Regions from separate parts of the Mus musculus genome. Here regions 1 and 2 are each linked to region 3. A link is a contact called in public HiChIP or PLAC-seq and promoter capture Hi-C data. All regions are on one chromosome and are shown on one strand. The core of a region is the stretch at or near the end of the contact, and the rest is flanking DNA. Distances in the headings are between cores, read along the strand shown. Region 1 overlaps Syn3 (synapsin III). Region 2 holds the start of Stab2 (stabilin 2). Region 3 holds the start of Syn3 (synapsin III).

Region 1 (4,038 bases), core at 51-2,550, 330 kb before region 3:
ACTGAGAGACCCCGTGTTAAACAGTAAATTAGAGAGTGATTAGGGAAATGATCTAATATTGACCTCTGACTTCTACCCACCCGTGTACACACCCACACGAATATGTACCTATAAGATGCACACACAGACCATGACGAGGTGATCTTAAATAAAAGTCACGGAGAAATATGTCTCCAGGAGTGAGAAGAGTAGAGATATGAGTTCAGCTAACTGGTGCTCATCCTTGCTTCCTCTCTGCTGATACATCTGGGTTCACACAGTGGATTCATCTCAGTCTTCTGCTCAGAGCCCATAGAGTCCTTAAGTCACAGATGGAGACATGGTTGGCCAGAATGGAAAGGGTGATTATGGGCAGGTATATCGGTGGGCAGAGAAGGCAAGAAAAGAAAGTAACAGAAGAGATGAAAGAGAAAATGTAGCAATGGAAAGATACCGGGGGGGGGGGGGGGGTGGGGTTGGGGGGTGGGAAACAAACCAACATCTCAGATCCTAAAGTTTCCACATTTTACTATCAGTGTGAAGGTGGGTTTGAGGTTAGTATCTTCCTTTGCAGAATGAGGACAGCCAGGCTCTCCCTACAGCATCCTCAGGCTCGAGATGATTCTCTCAGAGGTAAGACAGGTGGTGTCAGGGAAGGAAAGTTGAAAGACAGAGAGTGGACATAGAAGCCATTCTACTAAATATGCTGAGTATCTACTGAATTCCAGAAACTTCTAGGCAGGGACCAAGAGCTAGGGTTCACCTTGAGTCACCTACTATGTCTTAAGGAGCCTAAAGTTAAGTGGGGGTGGGGGTGGGGGTGGGGGGTGGGAGGTGGGCTTGAAACATACAAGCAACGGTCTAAGCACAGGTCATGCCTGTAGGGCCAGAGATTGATGGGCACAGAGGAAACAGAGCAGTTAAGGAGGAAGGAGGCTTTCTCCATCCCTGTGGCCACAACTGAGAATAGACACTTCTAGGTGCCAGGTGGCAGCTGTCCTACTTTGCTGGGCCAGGGTCATGGACCCTGGAAATGTCTTTGCAGCAGGCCCTGGCTCCATGGAGCCCTCTCCACGAACCTTTTCCAGCCCAAACAAGCACGGAGCTTGCCAGACAGGCTGGGGACAGGACAGACACACAGACACATGCACAGGAAACAGAGCCAGTGGTCCCAGATTATTTTTGTTTCTCCTCTCCAGCAGCATCAACGCCATCAATAGCATTCCTTTCCCTCCTAGCAAACACAGTTTGTGTACTGGAGACTGCCAGGAAGTGAAGAAATCCCCTTTGGGGCCCACAGGGGCCTCTTTCCTCTCTCTGTGCCCAAGCAGGAGGCACGGGGCCTGTGGAGCTGCAGCCTTTGATGGCTTTCTCTGCTGTTTCTCACTGTTCCTGGGAAGGGGAGGGAACAGCCCAGAAAGTTGGTTAGGCCTTGCTGTGCACAGACAGGGAGCAGAATCCCAAGCTGGGGCAGAGTTAAGAACACAAAAGAAAACAAAGGAGTGTCTTATGAGATTCTTTCCTTCAGAACACTTTTCTTAGAAAAATCGAGAAAAAAGATGAACAACAAAAGAGAAAGCAAACACACGCACGCACACACACACACACACACACTACGAACAATAGAAAAAACAAGAAGAAAGTCATATGTACCCTTAAAGTCAAAGGATAAAATGGAGATAAAGGTCTAGGGATGACAGGAAATTGCCAATCTATCAAAATCAGCTGTGTAGCATACCTGTGTGTATGTGTGCACACATCTGTGTGTGTGTGTGTGTGTGTGTGTGTGTGTGTGTGCATGTGTTAAACACTTGCGAAGCCGGGTGAAATCAGCTGGTTTGTGTTTTTGTTCTGCGGTGTCCTTGTCTTTCCAGCCATGCTGCTGCCACGTGGCCAATGTTTTGGGAAAGGTCTGCACTCCTTTGCTCTCCAGCTTTTGATTCAAAGACCCAGCTCCTTACAAAAAATAAAGCAACTTTTGACACGGGAGAGAACTGATTTGGGAGAAATGCTTGCACTCAGCAGAAGGTCCCTCACTTGTGTGATGGGAAAACAATTCCTTGGCTGTGGGAAGAGATGATGCGGAGGTTCCCACAAAAGGGGAGTTTGAGAAGGGTTAATTTACGGGACACAGAAGCCCTAGGATAGGCAGAAAATCCCAATGTTTTGCAGGATCTGGGTTCAAGGGATCAGTGCAGTGTTTTCTGGGTCACTGGAGTAGCAATGAGACTCTAAAGCCAAAATGGTTGCCTCTTTATGGTGGGTGGGCATAGCTTCCAATAAATTTCCAATTCCCATTGAAATAAAGGGACTACAGAGGTGTCTGTGCATGGGAGGGACATCTAGAGTTGTACAAGATGGCAGAGCTTAGGTCAGAAGCAACAGCTCACTGTACGGCAGCAGTCAGGAAGCAAAGATTGAGACAGGAAGTGGCCAGGGTCCCGACATCCCCTTCAAGAATATGCCATTAATGACCTAACTTCCTTTTTCTAGGTCCCACCACTTAAAGTTTCTATCAGTCCTCAATAGTGCTGTAGGCTTGTGATCATGGCTTTAATGGACTGGTCTGAACTACAGCAATGTGTTCTACTCATTGAGAACACTGGCCACAATCCTTGGTCACACAGACAGATCTTTAGTGGCCTCTAAAGACTCAATCCAAGGAGGGACTGAAGGATTTCCAGAAGGTTCTTGGGGTCTTTCCTCAGAACTACTTTGGGCCTTTCTTCCAAAGCCATGTACATCTGAAATAGAGCCAGAGTTTCTGGTGGCCCCTCCAGTAGGTTTTGGTGGAACCTGAATATATTCATACATCGAACCATTGAAGCAGGACATTCTTCTATTTTCAATGAACTTCCTAACCTTGAGAAGCCATCAAGAATATCTAAGTTTAGAGCTAGTTCAACCTGCCACATACCCTGTGCCCACAAACATCCAACTTTCTCTGGGAGCTTAGAGCTAAGGCAAGCCGGTTTGAACTTAATAAATCTGCTTTATTTTTGTAAATCATTTTATCTTTTGAAACAGGGTCCCCTGGAATGTCAAGTTGGATTGGCAATTGTTGTGTAGCCTTGTATGACTGTGAACTTCTGATGCTCCTGCCTCCACCTCTGGAATGCTGAGATTAGTGGCATTTGCCACTATGTCCAGGTTTTTTTGTGCAGTGGGGACACAATCCAAGAGTTTGTGAACGCTAGACAAGCCTTTGGTAACTGAACTATGCCCTCTTTTCTGTAGATCCTGTTTCTGTAGATCCTTTTAATGGCTACTTTGTCTGTTGTGGTACGAGCTATTGACCCTCATTTATGGTCCTCCCTCACATGCAGCTTCCTCTAAAAGGCATTTATTCAACTTAACGTGGAAAAGTTAAAGGATGACCAATAGATGAGTCATAGCACAGACATAGGTAAGGTTGAAAGTGTAAGCACTGCATCGGACGTCGGACACAACCTGACCTGAGTTCTGGTTTGAGAGAACCAGAAAGAGATTTCCTGGTTTGATGAACGGAACACAGCACTGCATTAACACACCTGTGATCGGAGACTAGGCTCAGCAAAATTCTCTTTACCTATTACCTGTACAACCCTGGGCAAATGGACATCGCAAACCCTTGGCTTCCTCAGCTGTCAAAGGAGAAAGTACCTAAGTATAGGAGTGGCTGAAAGAATTAGTTGGTTTCTGATATACAGAGAAGGAGCAAGTTCAGAGTATCTTGTGCACACTAAGGTGAGCAAGCGTGACCTTTGGGGTTACCACCAAGACATCCTTCTAAGCTCAAGGCCCTATACAAGTTATTGGTCACAGATGCCAATGCACAGATTGTATGTCCTCTCTCCTCAGGGTGGGTGTGGGTGGGCATGAGGCAAAACAGAGAGGCTGAAGTATATGAGGGAGAGTCAGAAGCAGAGACACAGCAATAGATTAACACCACCGCTCCTACTTCCTCACACCTCTCTGCATCCATACCTTCTGCAGTGTTACTGTTATGCTTGGAATGTTGTAGCCCCTGCCCTAATCTGGAAGCTTGTATCAATCTGATGGTATTGAAGGGTGGTGGAA
Region 2 (4,195 bases), core at 1,371-3,870, 510 kb after region 3:
TAAGAGAATACCATTTAGCAACTAAAAGACTATGAATTTGCAGGCAAATGGGTGGAACTTGAGAATATTATCCTGAGTACAATAACTCATATTCAAAAGGACATGCATGGTTTGTACTCACTGATAAGTGAATATTAGCAATAAGATACAGAATACCCATGCTACACTCCACAGACCCAAAGAAGCTGAACAAGAAGGATGCCTAAGTGAGGACGCTTGAATCTCACTTAGAAGGGAGAATAAAATAGTCCTAAGGGTCAGATGGAGGGAGGGAACTTGGTAGAAGAGGGGATGGGGAAGGGAATGAGGTAGTTCAGAATTAGGTGTGGGGAAGGACAGGAGAGATTGCCAGATAGCTATGAGAATGAATGGAAATCTGCAGCTGACAGAGGTGGGGAGGTAGAGGGAATCTCAAGGATGTGACAGAGATCTGGGATAGAGGAGGCTTCCAAGACTCAATGGGGGTGACCTTAGTTGTGATTCACAGCATTGGGGATATGGAATCTGAAGAGGCCATCTCTTGTAATGATGAAGGACTCCCCAGTGGAGTGATAGGGGCACTAACCCACTCACAGGACTTTCTACCCAAAATTTATCCTATCTACAAGAAATGCATGCACGGGGGATGGAACAGAGAATGAGGTAATGACCAACCACTAACTGACCCAACTTGAGACCCATTCCATGGGCAACCACCAATCCCTCACACTATTAATGAGACTCTTAATATGCTTACAGACAGGAACCTAGCATGGCTGTCCTCTGAGAGGCTCCACCCAGCAACTGACTCAGATAGATAAGGAGACCCATAGCAAAACAGTGGACAGAGCTTGGGGACTCTTATGGAAGAGTTGGGGGAAGGATTGTGGGCCCTGAAGGAGCAACTCCACAGGAAGTCCTACAGAGCCAACTAACCTGGACTCTTGGGGCTATTAGAGATTAAGCCACCAACCAAAGATCGTACACAGTCTGGACCTAGGCATATGCAGCAGATGTGCTGCCTGGTCTTCATGTGGGTCCCATTAGAGCTGGGGCTATCCCAAAAGCTGTTGCCTGTCCATGAACTATGTTCTTCTAGCTGGGCTGCCTTGTCTAACCTCAATGGGAGAGGATGCACCTAGCCCTGCAGAGACTTGATATGCCAGGGTGGGGGATACCCAGGGGTGCCTCCACACTCTTAGAGATGTATGGGTGGAAAGATTGTGAGAGGGGGTGACCAGGATGGGGAGACAGAGAGAAGAATGCAGAGTGAATGAATGGATGAATAAATAAATAAATAAAGTATATATATATATATATATATACATACATATATATATATATATATATATATATATATATATATATATATATATTTGTCTCACATAAATCTGTTTGTCTATCTATCCTCTATGTATCTATGTAACTATCTATGTATCTATCTATGTATCTATGTATCTATGTATCTATCTATCTATGTATCTATCTATCTATCTATCTATCTATCTGACTTTCAAATTACTGTTTTCAAATGAAATAACTCATTTTACAAATTTAAGCCAACAGAAGAACAGACTCAGCTTAGAACAATGGTCAAGGCCAAGTGCCTGCACACAAGCAGGCCCTCCATGCTGAATATAATTGCGACAGCAATCCCTACCAACTGAAGCTTAGTGGGATTAGTTTGCTTGCTTACAGTTGAATGGCTAGTGTAGTGGGCAGCCCAAAGGCCTATCCTCTGAAATATTTTGAAGTCGCCATTGAAATATGCCCCTCTCTAACTTCTGGACTGGAGAGGTACCCACTGTGCTGTCTGCCACATTCTCAGGAAAGTGTCCTCAGAGCCAGAGTGAACTTGTAACACAGCAGCTCTATCTGCTGCTGAGATCCCATACTCCAAATACTGCTTATATAATTTTCCTGAGATTGCTCATCACCGAGACAGGTATGGCACCCGTGTGAGCTTCTCTCGAGTCTTTAAGGTCACCGTGGTCCCCCCACTCCAGTGGAGGATGGAGGAAGGCATGTGTGAGTGCCTGATGGATTTTGAAAATGTTTCGGATGCTTCCTGTTATCAACAGGGCGTCACCTCTCTACCCTGGAATTCCCCTGGTCACTCTCCTATAGCTATGCTCCATTTCTACATTTGGGAAGATGGCTGATAGATACCCAGAGTGATAAGGTAGCCCAACAAAGCCCAGAACATGCAGCTGCTCTGCCAGGGAAAGAGAAATGTCAGTACTAAAATCAGAGATGCCAGCTGAGGAGTGAGCACAGCAGACAAGAAACCGCCAACCCAGCCAGCCCCAGAAAGACAGTGCCTCTGGCTTAGGATCTTAGTCTTGTAAGCTTTTTCTTGATTTTAATGAAGCCCAGGTAGGGCTTTTTGACCAAGATTATATGGGAAAACAAAAAAAAATCGTCTAGAGTACATTGTGAAAGTTAACAAGTAAACGCACAGGAATGTTTATCTTACCAGTTCTGGGGCTTCAGTTGGGGAGCAGGCATTTTGCACAAGCAACCCCAGGAAGATGAGGATTAAAGGCAGCAGCTTGCCGAGGAGAAGCTTGCTCCTTGCCATGCCAGGCTCCCCTCAGGGTGACCTCACGATTTCAACTCCTCTGATGAGTGCCAGGAGAACTCTGTCTGCATTTAAATCTTTTCCTTTCCCTGGTTAGGAAGGGAAAGTAGGTGAGGCCAGGCTGAGAAACCACAGGAGCTCAGTGGAGTTGGCAACTCTGAGCTGTATATAAGTCCTGGCTGAGTGACAGGATTTCCTGAAGGGGCTGAGGCAGAGATCTGACCTGGGATTTCTGTGCCTAGCGGAACAACTAGGGATGGTCCCCTCCTATCGCTGTGGCGGATCTGCACTGGACCTGCCTGCAGCCCTTTCCATACCATACCACACCACAGAGAACTCCAGGCCTTTCCATTCCAACATATAGGTTCAGATTTTCTGTAGGGAGAATCTGTAGGAGTGCCCATCACTGTGCATAGACTCAGACACGGAGAGAATGTTCCAGAAGCCTGGTTCCTGCCTTGGAAGACAGCAGTGTCTTCATCCTCCTGTGTTTGCCAAAATTCATGTTGGTGCTGACGGTTGGGTTTTCCACCCACTCTTCTCTTAAAGATTATTGAAGCAGTGAGTGACCGAGCCTGCTCCTTTAATGTAGCCCTTCAAGGATGAGTAAGGCCATTTCTCCCAGGAAGACTTTCTCTTCTGCTCCTCCTGAATTTTTGCACACCCGTGTCATGAAAGCACAGATACACATATTGCAATCCATCTGTCTGTCTGTCCTTCTCCCTTGCCAGTTGTGAATTTCTTGAGGGCAACGGCACAGTGTCACTCTTTTCTGCACTGCCACTGCTTAAAGCCTAGAGCAGAAAATAAGGCTTGAGAATAATAAAAATAACAACAGCCAACACCCTGGAAACTCACTAGGTGCCAGGCGCTGTTCTAGTCCTCTCGGTGATTAGGGACAGGGAACCTGTAGGCCAGTCTGTGGGGGTAATTTCTTGATTAATGATTGATGTGGGAGGGTCCAGCCCACTGTGGGCGGTGCCAGCCCTGAGCAGGTGGTCCTGGATTGTATAAGAAAACAGGCTGAGGAAGCCAGGTAGAGCAAGCTGATGAACCCTGGTCCTCTGTGGTCTCTGCATCAGCTCCCATCTTCAGGTTCCTGCCCTGACAGCCTTTTATGATGGATTGTAAGCTATGATGTGAAGTAAACCCTTTCCTCATATAAGTTGTTTCTGGTCAGATGTTATTGAGGCAGTAGAAAGCAAACAAGGACAGCCAGTGCCTTGATTCTACAGCTGGGGGATGGCTGACCCAGCCCTGTATCCAGAGTCCGTGTTGTTTCCCACCGCCTTCTGCCCCTCACACACACACTGGGTAGATCCCCACCCCTGATGGAGACCATGGTGGGCCAGAGTCAGACCCACTATAGGAAGCATGACATCTTGGATCATCCACAAATAGGACACTGAGTTAACCTGTAGACTCATGGCAATAGAGTTGGTTAAATGCCCTTGTTTCTCTATAGCCCTGCTCCAAGTTTTTACAGGCCATATTGAGCTCCAGTCACCAGAGAGCTTTCTAGCATAGACCCTTTGGTAAGTAAAGGGGAGTCATGGATATTCATATCTCAATGAAATTCCACGTGGCTGCTCATTAGAATCACCAGGGAGAGTCTTAAAACCCTAATACCCAGTG
Region 3 (3,944 bases), core at 648-3,147:
ATCCAGGACTCACTATCAGAGAGGAGCATGGCTCACCATGAGCTAGGACTTCCCATGAATCAACTGACAAATAAAGGCATTATCTGACAGATGTACGTACAGGGCAGTCTCATCTAGACATCAATCCCTCATCGAGATGTTATTCCTTGGGCATTCTAGGTTAAGGCAAATTAACAATTTAAAAGTGACTAGCTTAGCATCTCTGACCTTTTAAACAAGGAACCTTGCTTATGACAACTAGGTAAAATAATCTCCTCACACACACACACACACACACACACACACACACACACACAGAGAGAGAGAGAGAGAGAGAGAGAGAGAGAGAGAGAGAGAGAGACCCACAAGGTCAAAAATGTCTTTAAGGCAAATAGATGAAGTGGCTTTCTGGTCTCACTTCCTAGGAGCCTTTTTTATTGCCGCTATACCAGTCTCTATATGGCAACCCAAACAGCAGCCCCTTGGCCCTGGAAGATAGAAAGGTAAGCCCAGGTAAGGCAGAAGTTCTCACACAGGGACCAGGCATCAGAAAGTGAGCACAGATGCTCTATCCAACTCCCCAAGGGCTATCCCCGATGACAAGATAGAGGCCACAGCTTCCAATACAATGACAGGAGCAAGCATCACATGACAGCATCTCCCTGCCTGAATTCATGCCCAGAAGCTAGGGTTACAGAGCCCCTGTCAGATAGTCAGCCTTAAGGGGCCAGAGTATTTGCAGCCACGTTGCCTGAAAACCAGCTTTTCACAACTTACTAGCTTGAAGATGCCAGCTCCAGTCACTGTCCACAGAGCTAGCAGAGTGGCTGTGGGATCAGCTGGAATTCTTTCCCAGCCTCCCGTGTCCTAGGATAAACTTGTCAGGCTGCATGCATCTCTAGATTGTGTACATTTTTGGCTAGCCCCTTCTACCTTGCAGTTTAGGTCCCATCTGCAAGTCCTGGTTCTACTGTGCAATCTGCTGTTTGATTAGCTGAGATTCTGAGTTCTTCACTTCTTTCGTCTGCACATGGGAAAATCTACCTGAAATTCTTCCTGTCCCTGATGCCTCTGATTCCACAGCTCTCAGGCTGGCAAACTCTCCAGTCTCTGTGTGTCTTCCAGGCTGCATCACGACCCACCCACCTCTTGCTGTCTGCACTACACCACACTGCAATCCCTCCTATCCTATCATCCCTGGTAGGCCCCAGCAACTCCTGAGATTCCTTTAAGGCCGCTAGAGCTGAGAGCATAGTGTCTGGCTTACAGCCAAGTAAGTCATGAATAAATAACCAGGGCGCTCCAGCAGTGTTAGTCTTAGCCTGGCCAGGAAAACCCTCCAAGGTTTTTTCCTTCGTCTCAGGATAGCTGGAAATAGAAGACTGCGCAACAGATCTGAGCCCCAGACCCAAGGCAACAGGTCCTGAGGGACCTGCCTAGAGCAGGTGCTGGGATCCAGTGCAGAGCACCAGTATCTGTTGTGGTCTCAGCTTCCCAGAGGAAGCTCTTTTCCGGGACAGGTCTGGATGTTGGGTTGAATACCTCAGTAGTCATAGCTTTGAGGGCCCCAGGGTTCCGGTACTCTACAGGGACCAGTGCTAGGGACCGGCAGCAGCAGCCTGGGACCGGAGGGTGGCACTCCGGGCTCACGGAGCACCTGCACCCCACCAACATGCAGCATCAACATTCGGCTAACAAAAGAGAGAGCTTATGGGGAAGTAGCACTGCCCGAGGACGCACCAACAGCTCGGATTCGGGGTGAGTGCTCCCTAAGGCCAGAAAACCCACCTACTCCACTTTGCCTTGGCTTACCGACAGTGCCAGCTACGGTGGCCCGTGTGTACCTCGGACTGGCGCCGCCAATTACAGGATCTGCGGGAGCGCTGCAGCTTGCGCGCTCTGCCTCTGCCCTGCACAGTACGTGAGCGCCTCCTCTGGGCAGACTGGTCTCCCTACGCCGGAGAGCCCATTGGCTGGGCCAACAGGGGCCCTGCATCCAGGCCCGCCCCTCAAGCCCCTCCTTTCTCAGTCTCTAGGCTTTCCCTCGCCAGCCAGGTAGGGAAAGTTGCTAGAGCAAGCAAGCTTTGCTGTTGCTGGCCTCAAGTGGCCAAGTGGACGATCTTTCTTCATCCCAGGAGGATTGAGATGCCCCTCAGGGAGTGTGAATAATGCAGTTCAGTATCCTAGGAAGCCAGCTTGGAGAAAGTCACCTGACTTCCCTGGGCCTTAGTAGGAGCTTCTGAGAGACCAGTGAGTCAGCTGTCAGCAAATGTCATAGGAGTACAAGCACAAGGAGCTAAGCTCTTACCCTGGCTGGGGATGGCATGAGGAGGAGTTGGTTACATACAAGTGCACAAACAAAAGATAATGTCAGCTTGCTGTAAACTGATAGAGATGTGTAATGAGAACACAAAAGGGATGTCGGGACTATGCCAGGCCTCTCCATAGAGGAGATTTGTGAGATGAGAATTAAGACTACAAGGTTAAAAGAAATTACAGATTGGAAAATAAGGCAATTGAAAAGCTTAACCAGCACAGAATGGGAGGATATTTGGCAGGTCCCTGTCTCATGTGTCACTTCTATGCCTCAAGGTCCCTCAGAAATTCAAAGCAGGTCTCCTTTAAGGCTCTCTGTCCTCCAGTATTTGGTTTGATTTTAGAGACAGGGTTTCTCTATGTAGTTCTGGCTGGCCTGGAACTCACTATGTAGACCAGGCTGGCCTCAAACTCATAGAGGTCCACCTGCCTCTGTCTCTTGAGTGCTGAGTTAAAAGACACGTGACACCACATCCATTTCTAGCTGCAATATAAAGACCTATAAATGTAGTTATTTAAAAAAAAAACACCACTGGTGTTAAAGGTGCACAGAAAAAGTACTTGGAAAAATGGAAGGGGAATTCTTGCCAGGACAAGAATTCTAAAGAACCTTCCGTTTCTAAGGAAGGAAGGAGTTGGACAAAGGTTTAGAAGAGAAGCCAGGCAAATTACTGCACGAGTACTTATGTTTGATTGCACTATATATAAGAAAAGGTGCAGATTCAATGCAGGGTCAGTGTTTGCTGAGCAGTGCTCAGTATACATCACCAAGGGTTTTTCCATTAATGGTATTCTTCCATCATGCCCTGGAGGTCAGTGCCACTTAGCATTTTTATTTCTGTGCATGAACCTTGAATAATGAAAGAGGCCTACAAACAGTAATCAGCCCCCGGAGAAGCAATCCCTTTGCCCCTACTGTTCTCACCTGAAAGGTTTAAATTCGGAGAAACAGCAGATGATTTCATAAATCTCTGGGTTTGGCCCTGTAGGTTGTACAAGGACTTGTGAGGTAGAAGATGCCAAGTCATTGCTTCTCAACCATCAGCAGCAGCAAGCTGAGCACCAGCTAAAGGATTGCTTTCTAGAAAATGTCATTTATTTTTTACTTCCATATATTTTAAAAATGAGTTACTTATTTTTAATTATGTGTATGTAGGCTTGTGAACATGAGTACAGGTTCCTGTAGAGATGCAGAGATCAGAGAAAGGGACCTGCCTGGAGCAGGGGTTACACCTGGGTGCTTAGAACTGAACTCAGGCCTCCTGCAAGGGCAGTGCATACTCTTAACCACTGAACCATATCTCCACTCCCTGTATCTCTCCATCTTTTTGATGGTTAATTTTCACTGCGTGAAAGCCTGACTATTCCCCGGGACAGAATCTTCCACAGTTTGTCCCATCTGCCATTCACCTCCAATCCTTAGGACAGAATGCTCACTCAACCAATAGTAACAAAAGAAGAAGATAGATTGTACAGGAGGCTGCTCAGGGTGACAATGACAGCGGCAGCATTCTAAAGAGACTGGACCATGCAGTCCTGAATCACAGTGGCCAGACCCAGTGCTCCCATGATCTCTGCCTGTTCCTCAAGTTTCATCCTTCTGGCCACCCTGTACCTCACCCTACCATTTTTCCTTGTGAATCTTCATC

What was found. Promoter capture Hi-C pulls out the DNA fragments that hold promoters and counts their contacts. HiChIP or PLAC-seq counts read pairs in DNA pulled down with a chosen protein or histone mark.
Region 1: a contact with region 3 is called in an H3K27ac HiChIP or PLAC-seq map of embryonic stem cells, with 4 times the contacts expected there. The contact joins the enhancer-like site here to the promoter of Syn3 in region 3. A contact is called at or near these places in 5 of 39 promoter capture datasets (the C10 cell line, cranial neural crest, embryonic stem cells and 1 more), 1 of 115 datasets of contacts at active chromatin or transcription factors (embryonic stem cells) and 2 of 9 other capture datasets (adipose tissue and liver).
Region 2: a contact with region 3 is called in a promoter capture Hi-C map of pre-B cells, with 3 times the contacts expected there. The contact joins the promoter of Stab2 here to the promoter of Syn3 in region 3. A contact is called at or near these places in 8 of 39 promoter capture datasets (the 3T3-L1 cell line, 3T3-L1-derived adipocytes, embryonic stem cells and 4 more).

What each region holds. Positions count from the first base shown.
Region 1 is chr10:86,165,886-86,169,923 of GRCm38.p6, forward strand. All of the region lies in intron 6 of Syn3 (synapsin III), which reads right to left. The region is part of intron 2 of Gm35636 (a long non-coding RNA gene); the gene reads left to right. Among named protein-coding and RNA genes, the nearest start is that of Gm35636, 6.0 kb to the left of the region's middle. Within about 2 kb of position 1,301, at least 92 of the 459 cell types and tissues checked have an H3K27ac peak or open chromatin away from gene starts, as enhancers often do. A contact at or near this core is called in adipose tissue and hematopoietic stem and progenitor cells, where this site is marked.
Region 2 is chr10:87,005,322-87,009,516 of GRCm38.p6, forward strand. It overlaps Stab2 (stabilin 2), which reads right to left and starts at 2,621. Exons shown (of 69, transcript NM_138673.3): 1 at 2,456-2,621. The coding sequence starts at 2,560. The region is part of intron 2 of Gm16271 (predicted gene 16271); the gene reads left to right.
Region 3 is chr10:86,496,999-86,500,942 of GRCm38.p6, forward strand. It overlaps Syn3 (synapsin III), which reads right to left and starts at 1,898. Exons shown (of 14, transcript NM_013722.3): 1 at 1,792-1,898.